2 separate regions of the Zea mays genome follow, and region 2 is linked to region 1. A link is a contact called in public Hi-C data. All regions are on one chromosome and are shown on one strand. Each heading gives the region's core, a stretch centred on a gene start, on an enhancer-like site or on the middle of the called end of the contact. The rest is flanking DNA. Distances are from core to core; before and after follow the strand shown. Region 1 holds the start of LOC100275178 (protein GRAVITROPIC IN THE LIGHT 1). Region 2 holds the start of LOC103626126 (nucleoprotein TPR).

Region 1 (5,473 bases), core at 1,805-4,304:
AACCCAGCGAACATGCCCCGCCCCGCGGGGGGGGGCAGAGCATCAGAGTCTGCAGAGCCCGTCTGCTGGGCTGAAGCCGAAGCAACGAACACCCTAGTGCACGTGCACGTTGACAGATGCCATACATCTCAGACCATTCTACAGGGCCCAGCTGCGATCATGTCCATCGCAGCATTCTGAATGTTATTTCTGAACCATGGGACTGTGGTGCGCGGAAACTGCCACCGTTCAGCCAGCAAGCAAAGCGACCCATGTATCATGTATGTGTCCAATTGTCATACAGCTTGTCTGCGTGCGTGCGTGCGTAGGTGACAAGACGAGCCCACACAGGCACAGCTGTGCGGAGTCAAAGGGATGGATGATGGGTGCCACTGGGAAATCAATCAATGCCCCCGGTAGCTGCACGACTACGAAACCTTGTTCAATGGAAAAGAGAACGGCGCGGGAAAATTAGCTAGCAGAGCGCTGATGATTGTACGCCATGAACCGAGCCCAACACTGCGTTAAGCTTGTCTTCCGGACAGAAGGTGTGTGTGTGTGTGTGTGTGTGGCTGTGTGCCACACTGCCGCGCCTGGTGTTTTGGGAGACAAACACGCTTACTATGCCACAGTGCTGAATCGACCAGACAACAGAAAAAAAAAAACCAATCCGGAGAACTATGGCAAGATGACACTACTCATTCAGCACGACAAGTGCATGAGCTGGGTTTCTAAATATTAGAGATCCGCAAGCACGTGCTCATAAGTACACATTTACAGGTGGAACCGAGCTACAGACAAATAAGTTACCGAAGATTAGATAAATAATAATAACTCTTCGATTCTGTTAGAACACAAAGCTCTCTTCCTCTCTCTCTCTGAACCTGATGACCTTTTTGTACACAGCCCAACACAATACTACCCCTTCCCCTCCTTTCAGCTAAAAAAACCCTAAAACAAAAGATACTTAGTAGCTTTCTTTATACTCATCATTGACCAGCGACTTCGATCCTGCAGATTATTTCCACGCGCTGTTCTTGACCGCCTTTACACATATAATAACCTCCTTTCGTTTTCGAATGTACAGTTTCTTTCTTTGACTATACATACATATATATAAAGTTTCGCTTCATCTCAAATCGAGTCTATAATAGTTTCCTCTCCCCTCTTCCCGTGATCTAGATACACCCTACACTGGATCACCGTCCCTCCGAGCCGGAAGCCCGGCACCACGGTGAACCCGACCTTCGGTCGTCGCGCCGGCTTCCCGGGCTCCCTGCTCCCCGCGAGACCCTTGGACGACCGGACAATGTTCTCCATGTACACCATCGAGAACTCTGCGCCCCGGCCAACCTGGAATACGCCGACCGCTGGGTCATACGCCCAGGCTAGCCTGTGGAGCGTCCAGACCGAGCTTGCCATTGCGACGAACAGCTCGTAGAGTGGGCCGGCCACGCTCATCACCGGCAGCGTCCCGCAGCCTGCGTTCCCGAACAGCGAGGACTCCATGCCAGGATGGATCAGCTGCTTGTACTTGCGGTCGCAGAACCGGGCGAACTCGCAGTCCGGCCTCGAGTTCACCAGCTCCATGGGGTCTGCGTCCGAGTGCTCGATGAATTGCCGCAACGACTCGTTCCTACGGGTTGTTGCCGGCTCGGTTCCTCCGAGCTCTGCCGTGCCAGCTGTGGCGCCGAATTGGTGCGAGTCGAACCCGTCGAACATGGAGAGGCAGACGCGGGAGAGGAGCGCGTAGCGGCAGTGGCCGGCCTTGGAGTAGGAAACACCGGGGTAGGCGGCCTCGGCAGCCGCGGCCAGGTCCCAGCCGGCGCGCCGGAGGACCTCGGCGAGCGCGCGGGCGAACCGGTGCGCCACGCGGAGGGCGTCGCGGAGCACCGAGTCGAAGACGCCCGCGGACAGCATCGCGCCGACGGCGTCGCCGCCGCCCGGCTGCGGCGGGGGCGGGGCCGCCAGCGCGCGGTCGAGGCGGCCCGCGAGCCGCGCGTTGCCGCCGTCCAGCGCCTCGAGGTCCAGCCGCAGCGCGGCGGCCGCGGCGTCCTTGGCGTCCAGCGCGGCCTGCAGGCGGTTCACCACGGCGTCCAAGGACCGCAGCAGCGCCTGGTTCTCGCGCACCTGGGCCTCGAGGTGCGCCGTGAGGGTGGTCCCGGTCCCGCCGCCGTGCGGGTCCACCGGCCCGTCCCTCGCGATCCGCTTCAACTCCGACAGCCGCCGGAGGTGCGACACCGCGGCGGCGTCCGCGGCCGCCGCCGCGTCCGGCAGGAACGGCGTGTGGGCGGCCTGCAGGTGCAGGTACGCCGCCTGGAACGACGAGGCCGTCGCGAGCGCCGCGGCGACGGCGGCCTCCTGCCCGGACGCCGCCTTCCCGTCCCCATCCGCGCTAGGGTTAGGGTTCGGCGGGTCGGGCTTCAGCACGACAACCCGCTGCCCGGCAAGTACCCCGTCCGCCCCCGGCAACAGAGAGCGCGCGAACCGGTCGGCGTCCTCGTCCTCGTCCTCGTCCTCCTCGGCGAAGAACTCGATGGTCTTGGTCTTGACCGCGAGCGCGAACTTGTGGAGCATGGCTACGCCCGCCGCCGCGCGCTCGTCGCGCTCTTTGTTCTCCAGCGCCGAGCGGGGGCGGGGTGTCGGCGACGCGAATTGCGGGAGCGCGGAGGTGGGATGGAATGGAAGTGAGTGGTGGGTGTGGGTGCCTGGGTGGTGCGGGGCGGTGGGACGGCGAGGAGTAGTGGGCGATGGCCGACGGAAGGAGGACGCGAACGAGAAGTGGGGATCTGGGAAGGAGAGCTGGGACTGAGAAGCACGAGAGCGCTTGAGCAAAGAAGCAAGGTTGTCTGTCTCCGTCGGGTAGGAATAGGGGCAAAAAGATGCTTCTGCGCTTCCGTCTTCCGTGACAAAGGTTTCAGTTGTTTTGACAGAGGAGGTGCGTGGGACAGCAACAGTAGGACCGAACCAGTTTTCTGAACACATAAAAACATATCAGAGTGTAGTCTGAAGTTTGGAATGTTTGCAAAACTGGCAGCTCTACTGCTACTATTTACAAGAAAAAAAAGAAAGGAAAGAAAAGTTTGATCCATGCCTTCTCTCTGAAAGGTTCTAATCTTTATCTATACCCATGTATAATCCACTAATTTAAACTTTACAAAACCCACCAAGTTAAAATCATATCTACACTTATCCTCACTCAAATCCAATCATCAGTGTTATTTGGATCATCCTTTGTCTCTCATCCCTCTCCTTCTCGTGCCACCCTTCCCACTCACTCGCGCCACCGTCGCTGCCAATGCACGGGGCCGCCGCTGGCCCCTCCCCTTCTCTGGATCGTAACATTAACACAGGTTCCTCTACTAGTTATATAAAAAAGGAAGAGAATAATGTGTGGACTTCTATAAATTTCTGCATTCAACTCTCAGGGCCTTTAGATCCATTTATTTTGAAGGAAATTGGAATATATTTAATATAGTAGACTATTTAGCTTGGAATTTGATATTCCTTTACTTTCTAAAATTTATATATAAATATATCTTGAATTCGTATGGTAAGAGATGAAAATTGATTTTATATATCAGCAGGCTATGTTTGTACTCTAATAATTTATAACACATTCTTTAGCATATTTATCTTTAGTAAAAATATAGCACATAAATATCTTCTACATATGACAAAAGTAGTATACGAATATATTCCACATAAAATTATATTAGCTTAATTGATTTGTGCTAAATTGCAATTGTTAGAACGAAATTCAATTAAAGGATGTAAACGGTCCCTCCGAGATAACTTGTATCTATTATCAATAATAATTTAATACAATAGAATTAAATGGAGCCTCGCATTCACCTCATTTTTGTTTCTTGAGCTTTTTTTATTCTTGTATCTCCAATTACAAAAAGAACCATTCGATTTTGGTTAGCTCTTTGTTTAGATATTTGCTCTTCATTCCTAGTAGAAATCAGAATAGATAATACTATTTTGCCATCGTCTTTATTCCTTGTTATGGACTCCTTGTTCAGGCACTTTGCTTCCTAATCCACATGAAAATCGAACCATTAGGGCTAGTTTAGAAACTTAAATTCTACTTCGGCATTCCCGTGTTTAAGTGGAAAAATCAGTTAATGTTCCACTCAATTTCCGGAAATCTCGAAGAGGATTTAAGTTTTTAAATCAGCCCTTAGTTTTTAAATCGGTACCCTAGATCAGGGATACCCCTTACTACAGCATAAGGACGCGGTATCCACGCGACTATCTCTAGTCACGTGGTGAACAACACCCGACCCCGCCACATGGATGGCTCCAGGGTCACCATATGGCTAGAGAAAACGATACACTCCAAGATGCCAACAGTGGGTCCGGACCCCATGGGAAAGTGTCAGACCCTGTATATGTAGATCGGACCTCCGGAGCAAGGTCCAGGACTCCCGCGAGTGCAGCCCAGACCTCCGGGTCGGGTCCCGGACCTCTCTGCGTGGGATCCAGACTACCCGCAGCCGGATCCCGGAACTCTGGGGCAGAAAATACCCAGGCCTTGCTTAGGCAGGGGTCCGGTGCCAACATGTGTCCAGGCCCAACCTGGTGCGGACCTGCCCGCATAACGCTACTGCTCCCCGCCCAGGCGGAGACCCGATGCTGCCACGTGGCCTACCGCACGTGACGTAAGCCAGCAGGCGGAGCCTGACGTAAGGCCTCTAGGCCGCGCTGTCTCTGCATTTATTGCGGAGAAGACGCGCCGCCTGACTATCCCGCTGACAGGTGATGTGCCCTTCAGCATTTAATGTGTCCTGTCCACTCAGCTAGCAGGCGGTGTCCAGGCCATCCTGCAGGCGGCGTGCCTGTCCATTCCATTGCTAAATAGTACGCCTGTGCTGCGAAGTGCACTGTGCCCATCCATCATCACTCGTACGTTGCCAGGGGAGCTTTCCCTGCACGCCAATGCTACGCAGATCACGAATATCAGGGTGCAAGGAAGATTGCACTGGGGACGAGCATTAGTCGCTCCAAGTATTACATCTGTTATGTCCCTAGGCCCACATGTTGGGGCTCAGCACCCTTGTACGTGCCCCCCTTAGACTATAAAAGGGAGGGCACGCCGTGTTACAGGGGACAGACTCACACAGACTCTCTTAGACTGATTCAGTCCCTAGACACAACTCAAGCTCACGAGCAATACAACACACAGTGAAGTATGGTATTACGCTCCGGCGGCCCGAACCACTCTAAACCCTTGCGTGTTCTTATATGTTCATCCCTCAATCTTGTAATAGGCAAAACGCTTAGGCCCCCTCCTCAACTTAGGATTTAGGGCGGGTGCACTCCGCCACCCGGCCGGAGAATTCCCTCTCTGACATTTGGCACGCCAGGTAGGGCCTTGGCTTTAGGTTTTTGCTTGTTTTCCTGCTCGACACCATGGTTCACATCGTCGAGCACCAAGATTTCGTGCCCGAGGACTTCATGCTGGAGGAGGAGGCTGCCTCTTCCACTC
Region 2 (5,473 bases), core at 1,686-4,185, 210 kb after region 1:
AGACGGCATCGAAACTGCTGCCATTGTGGAGATGGCCCACTGGATCAGCAGACATAGGCACATTTCTTCTTGATGGAAACCTCATGTCTGGCGGTTTTCTTATCAACAATCCATCCTGTACAAGGAAGATATCAACCATCAGAAGTACACAAGAAAATTAAACCACGTCTAGCATTTTTTGTTCAGTTCTAAAATGTTCTCATCTACAGTCTACAGGCATGAGAACAGATAAAACTTAGGCTCCATTTGCCCCTTTCTATTTTGTAATGTTCTTTGTATGCCAAAAGCCCTCTTTCTTTAGCAATCACAAGATGAAACAAAGCAACCCAATGATGATGAATCCAAACGAGGAAAAGCTCTAAAGAACTCCCCAGAGACCCACTTACTTGCACAGGACTCATCGCATCCGCGGCTGCTCTTGCCTTCTCGCTGTCCTCGTCCTCAAACTTGCTCAGCTGGCTCTGCAGCGTCGTCCTCCTCTTTGGCGTCTTCGCCACCGCTGGCAGAGCGTCGCCGTTCTCGCCGCTGCCACCCCGAGGATAACAGCAATCAGTAACCAAGCAATGTCCCAACCAAGCCAATGCTTAAGGCTCAAACCACAGTGACTACAAAACTGGTTGAGATGACTATATTCCCTCTATTCCTAAGAGCAACTCTAATAGTTCTCTAAACAACTCTCTAAATCTTAAATTTAAGAAGTGAGTAGAAAATTGCTTCTCCAATGATTCTCTAAATAGACTTGCTAAATTTAGTTAGTTGCTATTCAACTCTATTTACTCTCCACATTTAGCAACTCGATAGTAACTCCCTAAATGATGTTGACGTCAATTTCTTCACAGTGGCGTGATTATTTTTTTCCCTTTCCCACACAGTGAGGTAGCCAGGTATAGCACACTCTTTTTTCCACTTTCTAGCACAGTGAGGTAGCTAGATCAAATACGTGTGACACAAGTTTCTCCTTCACCGTCAAACCCTATTGTCTCATAGGTTGCGCCATCGGACCACCACTCCTCATAAGTCATGTCGACCGACCTTTTCTCTTCCGCCCTTGACATCCTCTGCTCTCAACCTTGCCGTCAGCCAGATTTGATGGGGGTAGGACTGCCAAAGCTAGATTCAAAATCGAACTACTCCCTAAATATGAGCAACTATTGAAGACTAAGTTATTTTATACTTCCGATGGCTATTTAGCAACTTGCTAAACATGATTTTAGCAAGCTTTTTTATGAAGAACTATTGAAGTTGCTCTAAGGCTCAAATAACAATGCAGCAGCGGCAATGGCTAAATCTGGCTGTGGGTAGATTAATCCACCACCCAACCCACCTCGCGTCGTCTCCGCACCCACCGGCGCCACCCACCACCCGCTGGATGGTCACCTGTCACAGGAAGCGAGGCACCGGCGAAACATCAAAATCAGAAAATCGCGAGCACGTCGCCGTCGCAGATCACAAGAAAACGGCACAAGCCTTTAAGGGATGCGAGGGAGAGGGAGGGAAGAGAGCGGAGATGGCGATGCTCACGTGCAGCAGCGCACCGGGGCTGCCCTTGAGCGGGAGCGTCACCACCGACGGCTTCAACGCGTCGGCGTACTCCGCCAGGTTCACCGTGGCCTCCCCCAGCAGCGCCGCCTTGCTCGACCCCTGCACCGACAGCATTGCCCAAAGTCAAGATCGACAGGCGGAGTCACGGTCGGCGGTTAATCACGAGTTGGTTAGAAGCGGGCGGCGGCGGCAGGTCGCTTACGGTCTCATAGACGAGGAACTGGTAGATCTTGTCCTTGCCGGTGGGGAGCTTGGTGGCCTCCATGACAGGGGCCGCCCACCGGCACGCGCCATCGGTGACCTCCGCGGGCTCCGACCGCGCCGTCGGCCGGCCAGCGTCCTGCGGCGTCACCACCACCACCATCGCCTCCCATCCCAGCTCGGGCACCTGCGGCAAGAACCACCCTCCCCTCCCGTCACGCGTCAATCAACAGCAAAATAATAAAACCCGAAGCAGAGCTTCGGGGCTACGGAGCGACTGAGCCGTGCCTGCGTGGCGTGGAACTGCAGCTTGAACACGGCCTTGGCCCTGCCGCCGCGCCACCGCGACTTGAACATGTCTGCAAGAACGACCTCCGCTCCCTTCGCCTCGCCCGCTGCCGCTGGGCTAGCTAGCTAGCTAGTACTCCTTCACGGGTCCGTCCAGCGGCGGTGGCGGCATTGCAATGCGGCGCGCGGAAGAAGCCGCCGGGCCGCGTGACGCCACCAGGGTTGGCATCGCGGTGCGATGCGGTGGTGTGATGCGCTGCTGGTGGGGGTTAGTTGGAGCGCGAAGACCACCACCACATGGTGGGAGAGCAAGCATAGAGGCAGGGTGAGGTCACTGCAGCTGCAACCGAAGCGAGCCACCGAGCAGGCAGGCTTGCTTTGGGCAAAGGCACGCAGTCACGCACGCAGCCAGCAGCAACGAGGCCGAGGCAGAGGCAGTGGTGGGAGTAGTAGATCCAGCGAGAGAGGAAGACAAAAGCAGAACAGAACTCAACTGAGCTTTCTCGCTATACAGCTTGGCTTTCTCGTCCCTCCTCACGCTCTTCCCCTCTCTCTGTGATCTGGCGATTGGGGGAGCTAGAGAGAGAGATTAGATTGAGATGAGCGGCAATAAAACGGAGGTCAATTCTTGTGTGGGGAGAACGGAAGAGAGAAAATCGAATTGATTTTTTTTGGGTCCACAGGCGTGGGGAGGAGGGCGATTGGTTTTCGGTGAGAAGTGACGAAAGTACTGCAGCGTTGCTACGGATATGCTGCGGCCTTGCCGTGCTGCCTGCTGCCTGCTGCAGTACTTTGCCACGCCATTGCTTGAGTCTGGGTACGGCTGTTGCTCTTGTCATCCTTCTGCCTGTCTGCGGGATGTTCTTATTTGTTTGTTTATTTATTTATTTATTGAGCTCCGCGTCACTTAGATTTTGATCCATCATCCGTGGAAAATGGAGGCAGGACCATGGCATGTGACGTGAGGAACTTACTGCTTGAGAGTTGAGACCAAAGATTCTTACTCCAAATAGTCGGATCTGGCTTGTTCGGTTGGTTTTAATTTATAACAGTCTTGTTGAGCATAGAAAAGTGCCGCGTGGACGGACGGTTCACGGTGACGACGTGGATGATCCGTGCATGTGCAAAATTAGTTAGGGTTCTTAGTTTTTTTTTGGAAATTGTTAGCTAAACCGTATGATTAACTCGGGAAAACGACTTGTAACGAGTCGTCCAATATTTTGTCTGGACCGTCTGATATTTTGTCCGGACCGTCCGACTTCCCCTGCCGGACAGTCCAGAGCCATAAATGAGGGTCGATTTGCTTGTCAGGAGATACAAGTAGACACACAACCATTTCCTGTCAATACAATAGAAACCACGAGCAAAAAGGTGTTGGTTCGGCCCGAAGTGGCCGATAAAGGCAAAGACAAAAACATCATCATTGGCGATCCTCGCACGTCAAATATAACACAAGAAGAGATTGCTCGGAAGGCTCCAGACAGAAATACTAACAAGTGCGAAGGCGCTGGGGCATGCTCAACCAAACAGCCGAGCAAAACTCCTTAACTCAAGCATCGTGAACTGTCCGGCACCGGCGCACGGACGTCCCCGGTGCTCATGCGGATGGTCCGGCCGGCTCAGCCGGACAGTCCGTCAGCCTCTACACAAAGTAAGGAAGGGATGTAAGAGCAAAACTAACATAACGCACATAGTAGGCTAATAAAAGCCGGCACTAGTTTCATTTAAAAAAAAATACAAACTTGTCCATCCTCTCTCTGCTTCGTGTGTTTCCTCCTTTGGTATACACTTACACACCGTCGGACTTTTCGCGCGTCCTGAAGAAAAAAATCCGATAATCTCTTCTTCCAACCGCCGTAAGCTGACTTGTGGGGCCCTAATTTTACTTGGAAACAGTGTGTTTGCGTTGCGCATCATCGAACGCTGCGGTGCTTGGCTGATGATCACTTCTAGTTTCATTTTCTTTTTTCTTTTTACTTCACACAGTAAGTTACTGTTCGGGTCAAAGAGCGACCGATCCTGATCGCGCCTAGGGTAAACCAACCAACCAATTTGGTACTGCAGATCCCCAAATTATAGGTTAGGTTAGCGTGAGCAGATCAAGCCAATCGCAGAAGAGGAAAGAAAGATGTCGAGCAGCATCCTGCTGTTGCCCGTACAAGATTCGTTTCGTCGTTTATTTTGGCGGCCCTTGCAGCAGCAGCAGCTCCCACGCCGTCGTCTGATCTGATCCCTCAGTCCCAGCCGACTCCGTACGCGGGCTAACTAACTACTACTTGCATGCAGATTAGAGATGGCAATGGGGACCCGATCCCCGATTCCCCGCGGGGAATTCCTCTATTAGGGGATGGGGATGGGGAAGAAACTTCCCCCACGGGGATATAAACGAGGAAAATTTATCCCCCGACGGGTAAACGGGGATGGGGACGGGGAAGCATTCCCCATCCCCGTTCCCCGCGGGGACCCGTTAAACTTGCACGTGACTATGTTTTTGTGTACTAGTTAACGACAAAAATAAATAATTACCTTATCAAGAGACCACTAATTGTACAAATGTGTTCATTTTGATGTATGCATAATGATTTCTTATATCTGACAATGTGTATAAGTGACAATATTTAACATTAATAGCAAAGTACGTATGTCTTAATTGTAATTTAAACGGGGATGGGGATCCCCGTTGGGGATTTATCCCCACGGGGAACGGGGATGGGGAAGAAATGTTCCCCGCAAGCGTTCGTGGGGATCCCCGCGGGGAAGTTTTTTCGTCACGGGGACGGGGATGGGGAGCTATTCCCCGGCGGGGAATTCCCCGTTGCCATCCCTAATGCAGATGCAGCAGATGGATGGATTGGTCCCAGCCACGATGGTCGATGGATCATCTCCTCCAACCTCATCTTGCTTTATTGCCCCGGCTCAGGCTAAAGTGTAGTAGTACACTACCCGTTGGCGTGTGGAGGCAGATCAATTCCGGTCGGGGCATGCTTGCTTGTCTGCTTTTAGTTGGGAACCATTACAAGTGTAGGTGTTGTTTTGAGAAAGTCTGCACTGACAGTGTCAGTCGTCCAAGTCTAGACGTACGACGATATTATGCCAGGAGCTGAATAAACGTACAGCGCCCTCTTCGAAAATTTGGGTTCCGTAAGGCTGGCCGCAGTGGGCGACTGGGAACCTTTTTGAGTGTACGGTACAGTTGGAAAACGCTGCAGCGAAGGACTCGATACGTGACGCTATTATCCAGTAGAGCAACTGAAACGCTGAATAAAGGGTTCTACGATGGCAACCCTATGTACTGTCGCACGCCAGCTGCTTCTGCCTCCCGCCAGTCGCCTCCCGCCAGCTGCTTGCTTGCGTCGCTGGATAATAGGGTGGGGATAAAAAAGTGTAAGGAAAAATGATAGAATATGGGGTAGTTGGTATAGGGTAGATATTTAGGGTGAAT

The links. A called contact is a pair of places that touch in the nucleus more often than the background predicts.
Region 2: a Hi-C map of leaf mesophyll shows a contact between it and region 1, with 2.8 times the contacts expected there. The contact joins the promoter of LOC103626126 here to the promoter of LOC100275178 in region 1. A contact is called at or near these places in 5 of 25 Hi-C or Micro-C datasets (ear, endosperm, leaf and 1 more).

The regions. Positions count from the first base shown.
Region 1 is chr5:24,604,533-24,610,005 of Zm-B73-REFERENCE-NAM-5.0, forward strand. It overlaps LOC100275178 (protein GRAVITROPIC IN THE LIGHT 1), which reads right to left and starts at 3,055. Exons shown (of 1, transcript XM_034059921.2): 1 at 685-3,055. The coding sequence starts at 2,964. The coding sequence ends at 1,114.
Region 2 is chr5:24,819,442-24,824,914 of Zm-B73-REFERENCE-NAM-5.0, forward strand. LOC103626126 (nucleoprotein TPR) reads right to left here and starts at 2,936. Exons shown (of 7, transcript XM_020538231.3): 1 at 2,032-2,936; 2 at 1,745-1,930; 3 at 1,522-1,641; 4 at 387-525; 5 at 1-115. The coding sequence starts at 401.